2 separate regions of the Mus musculus genome follow, and region 2 is linked to region 1. Evidence: chromatin contacts called from public HiChIP or PLAC-seq data. All regions are on one chromosome and are shown on one strand. Each heading gives the region's core, a stretch centred on a gene start, on an enhancer-like site or on the middle of the called end of the contact. The rest is flanking DNA. Distances are from core to core; before and after follow the strand shown.

Region 1 (6,334 bases), core at 1,014-3,513:
TAGAAATGATTCCTTGAATTGAACTTCATAGTACAAACAACTTGAATGTTTTCAATTTTTACTTTGCATGGAAAAAAATAAACTTTTATTCAAATCAACTTAAGAAGCAGCTTGACTCACAAGATAAGACTACTGTTTTAAATGCTTGCTTGCATGCTCATCGTATTCATAGAGGAAGAACTGTCATTTATGAACATTTTTATTTAAAGTATAATCTTGGATTTATTCCAAATAACTGTCATCTTAGAAATGTTTTTAACCTGGGCTAGCCACAGGCATGCCCAAGTTAAAGTATTATATCAGCTCACCATAGAATCTGCCCATTGGTCTCAAGAACATTTTATCCATCTACCTTTTTATCACATTTATATTTAATCCATTGATTTCTGTGATTTCCTTTATATCAGAGAGCACGTAAAACACAGGAGAATATGAGTAGCCATATTCATTTAGCAGGAGCCTCCTTCCCATTTCTCTCTCTTTCTAGAAGAAACTCCATTAAGCAAAAGTGCCTCTGGTATTAATATAAAATGATTAGCTGTGAAGAGGAACAGAAAGGCAAGCCTGACATGGAGCCATCTGAGAGTGGAAAGATTACTTAGAGCAAAGGATCAAGAAAAACATGAGTTTAATACGCAAACTTTTAAATGAAACCCAGAACAAGAACTCATGTTAGCAGCAGCTACAAGCCAAATGAGAATAGTAGGCAAATGGTAAAAAGATAAAAAGATAGATAAATGGTAGATAGATGGATGATAGATAGATAGATAGATAGATAGATAGATAGATAGATGATAGATAGATAGACTGTACATAGCTAAATAGATACATTATAAATATGTAAGTTCCTAGATACACTGATACATATATAGATACAGACATATATACATGCATATGGTGAATATATATGTGTGTGTATGTGTGTGTGTGTGTGTGTGTGTGTGTGTGTGTGTGTGTGTGTGTGTGTGTGTGTATACAGATTACTACTAGGCTGCCAGGCTTAAATTACTGTACTCATTGGGATGAGAACACCACTGAAGTATTACAGTTTAATTTTTCCATTTATTTTATTTCTAGTTCTATTTTTGAAAGAATCATTAATTTTTACTCCTTTTTAAAAACTCTTTTGCACTTTGATAGTCTACAATTGTGTTAGAATTAACACTGCTTACAAAATATATTATAAGATCCCATAAACAGCCTAGCCTTCTCACAGACATGTTTTTTTTTTCATGCTAACATATTAGAGATGAGATTTTACTTCAGAAGAAACCACAAACTTTGGACAATGTGCTTGCAAGAACTCCTCAAGGTGATTCAGACCTGAAAGACCCCTCTTTGTGGATTAGCTGTCATAATAGAGGAAGGGGTCATGAAAGCTTCTAATTGTGAAAAGCTGTCAGTAGTGACCCTTACCAGTGATGCCTTACAATCACAATTATTTGGAAAAGTTCTCATAGTGAAATAACAGTGTATATATTATGCTGGAGAGTTTTATGTCTATTTGATACAAGGCAGAGTTATCTGAAAGGAAAGAGCCTCAGTTGAGAAAATGCTTTCATAATATCCAGCTATAAGGCATTTCCTTAACTAGTATCTGATGAATTTATTTCACCAGATTGGAAATTATGGTCATATATTAGGAGACTAGGAAGTTGTTGCTCCCCATTCTTTATTTCAAATGATAATCATAATGGGCTTACACAATTATTTTAACAATTGTTTCATGTCTGTCATATGAATAGGAAACAAAACATAGTAGTAGCTTGCAGAATAAGGATTGGGTAAATAAATAAATAAGTAAATAAATAAATAAATAAATAAACAGTTAACTAAGAAATTGAAAAGTGCTACAATGACAATATTATTATGAGACTAAAGTTTTGAGAAGATTTGATAAAAAGATTAAGGAGGCCTTTGTACCTTTCAGTTAGAACATGACTGAAATAAAGAAACAAGCCCACTCTTCACAGAGACAATGTCTTCATATAAGAGATGTCACTGCTTTAAGGAACAGAAAGAATACTAAGGTAATTGATCACCAATGTCTAATGAGATTGAAGGGAGAAGTGGCATATGATGCCAGACAATTTGCAGTTGGAATTTCATACTAAAATCTGTGTCTGTGAGGCAATATTTGGTAAACATAATGGGACATATGTGATAACTCAATTTATATTGTCATGATCTCAGTCTGAGTAAGGTTCAGATAATGGATGCACATAAAGGGCCAAAGTCCTCAGTAAGACAGGCATACAAAGCAAACAAAAAGCAAACAAAGTCCTAGAGCCCCTGTTTCTGGGCATGTGCATAGGGTGCCATTAGATAGCATGAAACATGAGAGCTGAACTTGTCTTAAGATTTGTGGCAGTGTATGGAGAACTGAGAGAAGTCTGTTAATAGAAAATTAGAAGGAAAATACTAAAGTCTAGTTGGTAGTCAGAACAAGATGTAACTCTTCTCATATGAAGTTCACTGCCTTGATTAAGAAAGATAGAAAGAACCATCTGTTTGGAAGCACAAAAGAACAGCAGTGTTGCTACTAGTTTCTGAAAAATTCTGGCAGTTGATAATTTGCAGTCTTCATTATTTAATACATTACTCCTCCTCAAAGCAGACTGATCTAAAAGCTTTGTTCTAAGGGATCCAGAAAGAACTTCAGGCAAGATAGTAATCCATAAGAGGACAGAAAAATCAACATGACAATGCTTTTGAAAATCTATAAATCACTCTCATGTGGTCACTTACTCTGTTTACTCTCAGCCCAGATTTAATCATGAAAATGTCACCCGACACAGACAACCTCATCATGTGACCTGAGATGAAGAAGGTAAGGGCAAACTACTTCCTTTAATATATACTGGTAATACAATCATAAATTTGACATAAATTATCACCCTGCCACTAATCTTGTTTGGGTTTCAATGACCAGCTCACCAGTGAAATATTCACTTGGCTAGTCAAGGAAGTGATAAGGGGGCCACGGAAATGAATAACGGTTCTAAGAATGATTTGACCTACTTTGTGGTATGGCATGGGAATATCACTCAAATTTCCTATGTCTGATTTGAAGCCAGTGCTGTGAAATGGCCAGGAGCAGAAGTTCCATTTACCGTCCCTGAGGTTTGGACTCTAGAACAAGTCATTGCTCACCATGTAGCACAGGGGTAATTTTCACTGGCGATAAAAGATATATAGGAGCAGAGGCAGAAGATAGTTCATTTAATACCAATCATCTGCCTTTGAAAGCTCCTAATGAGTTCTATTGTTTCAACATCACAGTAAATACTATATTCAGCAGAAGTAGAAAAAGATGTTAAATAGAATAACTGAAAGGTAACCTTAATGATCAACTTTGTGTAGGTCCTCAATGAGGATGAATTGTTTGGAAAGGAGGATTGTTTGCTCGAATTGTTAGGGTAATGTCCTATATATAACAATTAAATATCTTGTAGATATGCTTATATAAAGTAGAATCATGGGTAGATGGGCATTTCTTTTTTTGATGAATAATTACAGTGCCACAAAACAAGAATCGCTTACATTGGATTTTCTTCACCATGTGCTATTATTATAGTACATAACAAGGGGGAATAATCATGAGAAAGAACATGAAATACTCTAATGCAGACAATGACTCCTAAACTTAAACAAAGCTTTCTCCAGTTCAAAACTTGGGAAAACTACATGACCATTAAACCTAATTACTTTCTGTGATGTCTGCCAAATATCTTCTGCATTTTTGGCTATGTATATACCCCAACACTTTCTTTTATCTTCTCCTTATCCTCCTCCAATATGAATTGATTTAAGGATTGCGGATTTTGCAGACTAAAGGTGTCAATAGGTCCCAGAATACTTGTTTATCATGTGCAAGATCCCATTTTAAAACTCCAGCAACAAAGGAAAAATAAAGAGTAGTATCTAAGTTTCCAATACTGAGTAATTATGAGAACAGTATCTCTCCTTATCAATCTTATGACCTCTGGAAGGACAAGGCCTGTGTAAAATCATCATATACAATCATCTTATCTCTGAGAGTGGTAGTGTTTTCATATATTTTGTACCCATCAGAAAACTATTCCCTTAGTGTTTTAACTTACTAAGTATTCATTTAAACTCTGCAAAGCATTATCTGTAGGTATATTAGACAGAAAGCTGTGAGAAAGATACATATACCGTGTCCTCAGACAATAGCTGGCATCATATAGAAGTAGACTTATCAAAAATTACCATTTCCTTGGAGCTCATTTTACCATGCACAAGATTACTAAAAAACTATGGATTATTTCATTTGAAAGAGACCTGAGGGGGATCTAACCCAAGACTTTCTTCTGAATTACAATTAGTATTAACAGATTTACCGACATTCAAACAAATGGGCATGACCAAACACTTTGTCATTTAGGAAATCTACATCAACACTTTTCTGACATAGAAAACATATGCCCATCTGAGTCATGAACTCATAGTCTCCTGTACATGAGAAGTACTATATAATTAGGACTAGTCCTTAAATGAAGTCCTTAATATAAGTACACATATATTAATCCATGTAGGATTCATATCTGTAAATAAAAGGTAATTTGTATGGACTCTTTCAGAGAATTGTCTCCTATAGTTAATCTCTCTCATATTTTCTATATTTCATATTTTCTAAATATGTTGAGATTGATTGAGGATACCATCCTCTTCATCATTAACACAGCTACATTATGCATTTTAGCTTTGTGCATTTCTTCTTTTTGTTCTTCTGTTCCTGCCACTTGCTGCCTGATTATATATATCTGAGAAAAAGCAGGTAGAATTCCCTCCTTGTTCTTTGACATTCCTAATAATTAGTGTCTTTAGTGGATAAAAGTCCCTGAAGAAGTGACTGGAGAGATAACTCCTTGGTTCAGAGCACTGCCTGCTCTTTCAGAGGATGACAGTTTAAATACAGCACCAACATGGTAGCTCACAAATACCTGTAACTCTAGTGTTAGAAAATAGAAGGATTCTCCTGTCCCACTTGGATAATAGATACTCAAATAGTGGACATACAGCCATTCAGACAAAATATCCCTGCACATAAATTAATAAGAATTTGAATGTGTGAAATAAAAATAAATAGAAAAGTGATTACTGCAACAAACTATATGTAACGTCTTAAAAAACCCTGATTTCTGATGCATTTTATAATTTCATTGGGGAAAACAGGTAATAATAGAATTTGGAGCCTGAACCACAAAGCAAACCACTGTCCTACTGTTTATGATTGATTTCTCCTTTTCTCTAAAGAATTTTTTTTTTCACAAATCTCTAGATCAACTCATTTCTTGGGTCTGCCTCTCCTAGGTCACTGTTCTGAGTAATTTGTCATCTCTTGTGTTTATTTACTATTTCCCTAAATACTCATTTAAAAAGTTTCAAATAACATTCAACCAGATTAAAATTGTAGAAGAAAATACGTTTATTAGAAGGGGAAAGGTAAGATGCGAAGTATTTTTAAAAATGGATAATGTTTTCTAAGCCACTTCCAGTGATTCATGATGAAAAATATTTCTTACATTAACACCTCCATCTAAATAGCTTATTTGTGTTAAAACCATGGTCAAAGCACATTCTTTAGTACTACATCATCTTTTAGTATTGACATTCTTAAATTGTGTTGACTTAGTAGCAGTAATCGTCTGTGAAGTCTAACCTTAATAAGTGGGCTGGTATTTAAAATATGCATGTACCCCTCTTGAGTATTTAGAAAGTCATTTGATGTCAAAGGTTAAATACACTGTAGTAGAGAACAAAACTCTTCCAACAGCTTATAGAGTAAATATAGATAAATGGAGACTAGAGTTTTGTCTCTATTCACTTTACCTGTTGGGGGTAAAAGAAATTAAAAATTAAAAACAAAAACAAACAAAACAAAACCAATTCACCTTGCTGTGAATCAGTGTTAAACCTTGATATTAACTGCCCATGTAAGTAGCTGATTTGTGAGTGCCTGAGTTTTCTGATTTGTGAGTTCTAGGAGTGTTGTCTTCTCAGTTGGTATTCTAATGACCTCTCAACACTGAATTGAAATAAATCATGAGACACTATTAATAGAGTTTGCTGCAGACTTTACCATGTACTCTACTAGTCTATGAAACTGAAACAAAATTGGAGAGTGAGGAACAAAAGTGAGGAAAGAATAGGAGTAGACATGATTTTAAAAACATGCCAAATATTTGGAGCCCTGGTAAAACCTTCTATGAGTTGACTTATAACAATTGTGTTTGTTAAATGTGCATCCAGCTCATGTGTACTTGGGCTAAGTAAGCCTGATGGTGATGCAGATGCTTTAAGCTGCTCT
Region 2 (6,075 bases), core at 3,140-5,639, 1.5 Mb before region 1:
ATAATGGGTAATGAACACCCATGGCAAATGGGGCAGAGAAACTATTTATTTGCATATGCAAATTCCCACACAAGGGAAACATGTACAAACAAGTATCATTGTAAGGTGGATTAGGCAAACAAAGATTTCTTTTTAGGACATTCTAAAGTCCAGAACATTAGTCAGCACAATTAAGCCAGTCTCCATGGAGACTAATGAAATTTCACCATGGTATGAGTTAAATTAGATAGCTAGTTATGTGTTTCCACAATCCAACTTGAAATCCATTATTGTTTCAGAACAATATAGCAATTGTGCCTAGCTGATCTTTGCCAGCTCAACAAGCTCCTAAGTTGACAATTTGCATATGTTAATATAATTAAGCACTAATTACATGAAACTTGTACATATTCACATGCACTTTCCCTGGGCACTTCTCAGTTTGAACCATGGCCAAGTCTTTAACCCTTAGAATGTTTTTAGTGAGGGGGGAAAACTGCAAAACAAAACCCCCAAAACCCTACACTGCCTATGGGGACAGCTCCTAGACAGACACAGAAAAACTCTTCATTTATGAATACAAGGCCTAACCTGGGTTCTCCTATTTCTAGCAACAATAACAAAAAATATTTAGTGAGTATACTAGAGATCCTGGATAAGATGAAGACAGGGCTGTCAGTTAGAAGAGTAGCTAAAGGATCCTAACAAGTGTCTAATACAGGAGAGCGATCACATTCATTTCAATAAAGTGTTAAGGAAGATTCTGCACCATTGACACTGTCAAACCTTGGGAGATAAAAATGGTTTGATAACAGTAAAAATAGAAACTAGAGAAGGAAAAAGGAGACAGAAGCAACTAGTGAGCTTTACATAAATACATTCAGAGGCAATTAAGCAATGTTAATTACTATAACAGCCGTTAATTGAATATAATTAGATATTTTAAGCCAGTGAATAAAGTATAGTTAAGATTAATTTTATTGAGATTAATTGTAAATAAGGATAGATTAATTCTGTGTTTTGACAGGCATAAAAAGTAGTTCTGCAAATAGGGCAGGAACATGGCTACCAGCCCAAAAATCATAGATTATTTTAATGTCACACCTCAGATCATCTCCTCAATAAATACAATTTTTTAAACCCAAATAGACAGGAGTCTTTAAGAAAAAACAAAAAGCAACAACAACAAAAACAGCTTGCAGAGATTAAAGAGCCTTTTGTCCATTTTCATATGCATTCTTTTTAACAGACTAAATTAGGCGAGTCTGGTATACTTTTTTAGGAAGGAACATTTCACACTGAATGGAAAAAATGTTCTATCACATATGAAATTCTTGCAGCTGTGCAGAACTTTGTCCAGATGGTTTAAGACTATAAAACAGGATCAAATGATAGGCAGTAGGCCTTCTGAAGATTTTATGATAAAGACACAGTCTTTTATTTCAACCTTCCCCTCATTTCTACTTTGTATTTTCCAATCAGTATACATATTTTCAGATGTAACTGTGATTCTCCAAGAGAGTCCAAAGCCACATTGCTCCTGCTAGGTGTTAGAAAGTAAACATATAGCAGAAAGGAAGGAGACCCCACTTAGTAGAAACCAGCTAATCATTTAGTCAGAAACCTCAATGATAGCTATGAGATCAGTGCACGCAAATGACAACATTTGATTATTACTGTGAGACACAATAATTTCTAAAAGAACTTCTTAGGAAAATGTTGCTACATGAAAACTCTCTTCCTCCAAATACTTTCACACAAGGCTAATTTATGCATAGTGTTTTAGAAAATCAACACAGTCCACAAGAATGCTGAACAAATCACTACTAAGAAAGGGACATCAATTGATTTTGAAATAAATCAATGTGATTAACATAATATTTTTAAAGCAGCAGAATGTATATATCATGCCCAAATACATATATATGTATATATATATTTCCAATATATCTTAGCTCTTAATCAAATGAGGGCCTTACACTACTGACCCTGGCTCCACACTGCCTCAGAACTTCTGTAGGGCACCTTTAGTCGTTATAACAAAAACCCTAAAATGGTCTGTGAAACAAGACTACGACAAGCCATTCTGCAGTGAAAGGTTTTAAATCATACAGCCTCTTCTAATAGACTTGAGACTTATTGAGGTAGAAACCATAAAAAATGAAGAAGGGAAATTTAATCCCTGAAATATTGATTTGCACATTAATATCATATAGGCAGAGGGCAATTTGGCTTCGTGGAAATGACACATTGTCGACCCTTGGTGAAGTCAGAGCCAATCTAACTGCTGAACATGTCTGAACCTCAAGAGTTATTAAGGGCTTCCCTTCTTGCCTTTATGACTTTTCTTCAGCCTACCAATGCAATCTTAAATGTATTATCTTTAAGAAATAATTGTAAAACCTCAGGGGTTTTCCAGTTAATGGAAGGGAGACCAAACCACATCAGATTCTGAAATGCAACATTAAACCCTTGCAATCAACAAAACCACCTCAATTCTCATCCATCCAATGCTGGATCTAATATTGTTATTATAGATAATCAGATTTCATTGTGTAAATTTAGGCTCATGGTCAGAATGGAAGCAGTAAATTCTTCAATATTAAACAGCAATTTTCTCAGTCTCCTTTCTGTTTCCCCTTGCTGTTGCAGCACCTTTAAAATAATCCAACTAGCTCACAATTAATGAAGAGTTGCACTACTCCTGCCAAAAGCTGCAAAACACTGCAATAGAGCCGAATGTGTTGTCTTGTTTTTATTAAGTTAGAAACTTTCACTTCCCAGATCCAGAGCTACTGTCTCTGCCTTATCCCATAGTGGGTGCTGCTGCTGTGACTTACACAGCCAGTTCACCTGACCTTCCTTTGTTCCTTGGGTACATTTCACTTTTCGATTTATGGTGCAACCCTCATATTTCATTGACCCTATCTCCATTGCTATAAAAAAGGAAAACACTCCAATAAGAGTTTACTTTTTAAATACATGAGCAGCCAGCTATTGAATAAACACACAGCGATGCTCTCTGCAGTTTATGCCATAAATATTAAAACCATTAAAAACAACTGTTTGACCCTTATGATCCATACACTGAAGCCAGGTGCAAGAGGTTAAAACAGCTGGCTAGCCATCTTTTATTTTTTTGTGTTCCTTCCTGCTGCTTGAAACCACAGCCCTTGAACAATATCAAACATTCCCTTAAGGATTTACTTTTTATTTTATTTTATTTTTAATTTGGAAAAAAATCTTCTATTTATTTAATGTGCTTCTTAGTGGAGAAGGAAAACTCTAAAATAGTAACAGATGCAGTGAAATAATCCCCAAATTTCCTTTATGCGTTATTAAAACCCATCCTTTTCAACAAATGTTATACACATTATTCTTTTTATTCTTCATTTAGAAAAGAGAAAATAGCAAAAAGCGAAAGAAAGGAAGAAAGGAAGAAAGGAAGAAAGGAAGGAAGGAAGGAAGGAAGAAAGAAGTCTGAGCTTGCTCCGTCAGTTTTGTCAGTAAACACAAGGTAAAGCAAGTGTGGATGGCAGCAAGTGTTACATACCCGGGCTGTGTTTTTGCTTTGCTCTCAATGGAAGCGATCGATGCCCATGTCACTGTCGCGTCCCAATCGCAGCCAAGTCTCAGCCTTAATCTAAGCACCAACCGAAAAGGCAGCGGCAGCCTCAGCCTCTCCCTGACTCTTCCAAACATTCACCCAACTAAAAATATAATACTACATATGAGGTCTAACCACTCCACGTGTATAGGGATCACGCCACTGAAAATCCAGGAGAAGAAAATTATAAAAAGAGAAAGAAAGAAAGAAAGAAAGAAAGAAAGAAAGAAAGAAAGAAAGAAAGAAAGAAAGAAAGGGAGGGAGGGAGGGAAATGGAAAGGGAAAGGGAAGGAAAGGAAAAAGGGGGAAAAAAACGAAAAAATTAAACCCCTCCTGTTTCCAGTCTCCTCTCTCTCTTCCTCTCTCCTCTCTCTGTCCCGTGTGTGTGTGTCTCTCTCTCTCTCTCTCTCCTTTTGCCATCTACATGATCCTTGATTAAACATGGAACAGAGTTAATAAAGGGTTGGGGGGGGGGTGCTCAAGGAGAGGAAATGCAACTGTCAGAAATCACCAACGCTAGATTTCTTGGTGAACCTGCCTCTGTCTGAGTCAGTGTCAATACACCATCTTCGTCCACTGAACTTGTCTTTGGGTTTTTGTTTGGTGCTGGTGGGGGATGTTGTTCTGTGTGTGCTTTTTGGGGGAGGGGGAAAGTGAAGGCAAGGTTGGGGCTAGAGGTGGGGGGAGTGGGGCGAATGTGTGTTCTGTGAGTGTTGACTGTGAGTGTGTGTGTGTGTGTGTGTGTGTGTGTGTGTGTGTGTTTGGGGGGGGGGTGTCCATGTTTGTGATCTGAACCTTTGGTACCTACAAAGAGGGTGTCTCACCGAAAGGTAGCTAAAACCTCTCCAGAACGGCGCACGGAACTGTGGAGACACAGCGGAAGGCTCCTCTGGAGCCTCATATCTGGGCCGAACCCTAGACCCAGCGCTTCAAGGAGCCCCTCGCTTGGATCACAGGTAACAAAAGAAATAACCAATGCATGGTCTTCTGGGAGAGGGGGCAAGATGGGGGAACATTCCGGAACTTGGCCATCACTGAGGAACTTTTATACAATTATAGAAAAATTTTATTTTATTTTTTCTGATAGAAAAGAGCAAAAGGAATGGAAAGGGACGGAGGGAGGGAGGGGGAAAGAGAGAGAGAGGAAAAAAAGAGAAGAGAAGAGAAGAGAAGAGAAGAGAAGAGAAGAGAAGAGAAGAGAAGAGAAGAGAAGAGAAGAGAAGGGAAGGGAAGGGAAGGGAAGGGAAGGGAAGGGAAGGGAAGGGAAGGGAAGGGAAGGGAAGGGAAAGGAAAGGAGAGAAGAGGGAAGGGGAGGGGAGGGAGAGGAGAGGAGAGGAGAGGAGAGGAGAAGAGAAGAGAAGAGAAGAGAAGAGAAGAGAAGAAAAGAAAAGAAAAGAAAAGAAAAGAAAAGAAAAGAAAAGAAAAGAAAAGAAAAGGAAAAGGAAAAGGAAAAGAAGCGAGACCAGGCTCACTCCAGCCCCTGGTAGCCTAACTGATCATATCAGGTCAGAAGGCATGCTTGGTGCCAGCTGAAGCTGAGGAGGTGAAGTTCATTTGCAGACATGGAACCCTGTAGTGAGTGTGTGTGTGTGTGTGTGTGTGTGTGTGTGTGTGTGTAAAATGCATCAATTCCCACAGTCAGCCACATCTCCTTTACACACACACACACACACACACACACACACACACACACACACACACCCTTGCCCTTTACCAAAAAAGAAAGCAAAGGCTCTTGATCTCCAGCCGCGGGTGTCCTCTTAGTGTGGCGATCAATCCCCAAACCCCGGGGCGAGCTGCCTCCACTCCCAGGTCTGCGGACATAGGCCGGGAGATCCCGCCTCCTAACGGACCTACCAGGTCCGCAGCGCCCGTGCAGCCAAGAGCCGCCAGGGCCTGCCGCTGCCGGCCGCGCTCCGCAGACCGGTGTCTACCTGCAGCCAAGCCCCGCGCTCGCCCATCCTCCCGGGCCCGGCGCCTCGCGCGCACCAGCCCTGGCCTGCCACAGCCCCGCGCAGTGAGTGCCCTTCGGGAACTTGAGAAAGGGTGGAGAAGGGAAAAGGAAGATGAAAAGGAAACCGAGAAGAGTACAGGGGAGGATCAAGGGAGAGGAGAGGAGAGGGGGGCTGCGAGCCCCACCGACCACTGTCCAAACTTTCGGAGAATGTGTGCAGAGGAAACATCATCTCGATGGGGTGCAGGGACGCGGAGCGAGCGAGGACCCCAGATAATGTCCGAGCCGCTGCCGAAATGACAGCTTCGCCGGATCACCAGAGTGTCTCCGGCTCCCGAGGAAAGCAGAACCCGAAAAGACTGAGAAAAAGACAGAAAACTGCTCGGCCGAAAGTCACTTAATACAAAAGTTAAATCTTGAAAAGCATGCCTCCCCCCCACCTCCAGCCCCAATCCCCCCTCCGCCTGTGCCTTCTCCCTCCCTCAGCAGAGCAAATCTTTGAGCCAAAAAAAAAACGGGGGAAAGAGATGGAAAA

Evidence for each region. HiChIP or PLAC-seq counts read pairs in DNA pulled down with a chosen protein or histone mark.
Region 2: a contact with region 1 is called in a FOXA1 HiChIP or PLAC-seq map of pancreatic cancer cells. The contact joins the promoter of 2700069I18Rik here to the enhancer-like site in region 1. A contact is called at or near these places in 10 of 39 promoter capture datasets (the 3T3-L1 cell line, 3T3-L1-derived adipocytes, the C10 cell line and 6 more), 1 of 15 datasets of contacts at CTCF or cohesin (the NIH/3T3 cell line), 10 of 484 Hi-C or Micro-C datasets (adipose-derived mesenchymal stem cells, embryonic fibroblasts, embryonic stem cells and 3 more), 10 of 115 datasets of contacts at active chromatin or transcription factors (the NIH/3T3 cell line, astrocytes, craniofacial prominence and 7 more) and 3 of 9 other capture datasets (embryonic stem cells, embryonic tail and embryonic trunk).

What each region holds. Positions count from the first base shown.
Region 1 is chr3:3,760,925-3,767,258 of GRCm38.p6, reverse strand. No RefSeq gene overlaps it. Among named protein-coding and RNA genes, the nearest start is that of Hnf4g, 260 kb to the right of the region's middle. Within about 2 kb of position 2,263, at least 4 of the 459 cell types and tissues checked have an H3K27ac peak or open chromatin away from gene starts, as enhancers often do. A contact at or near this core is called in pancreatic cancer cells, where this site is marked.
Region 2 is chr3:5,219,137-5,225,211 of GRCm38.p6, reverse strand. It overlaps 2700069I18Rik (RIKEN cDNA 2700069I18 gene), which reads left to right and starts at 4,389. Exons shown (of 3, transcript NR_045905.2): 1 at 4,389-4,542. The region is part of intron 1 of Zfhx4 (zinc finger homeodomain 4); the gene reads right to left.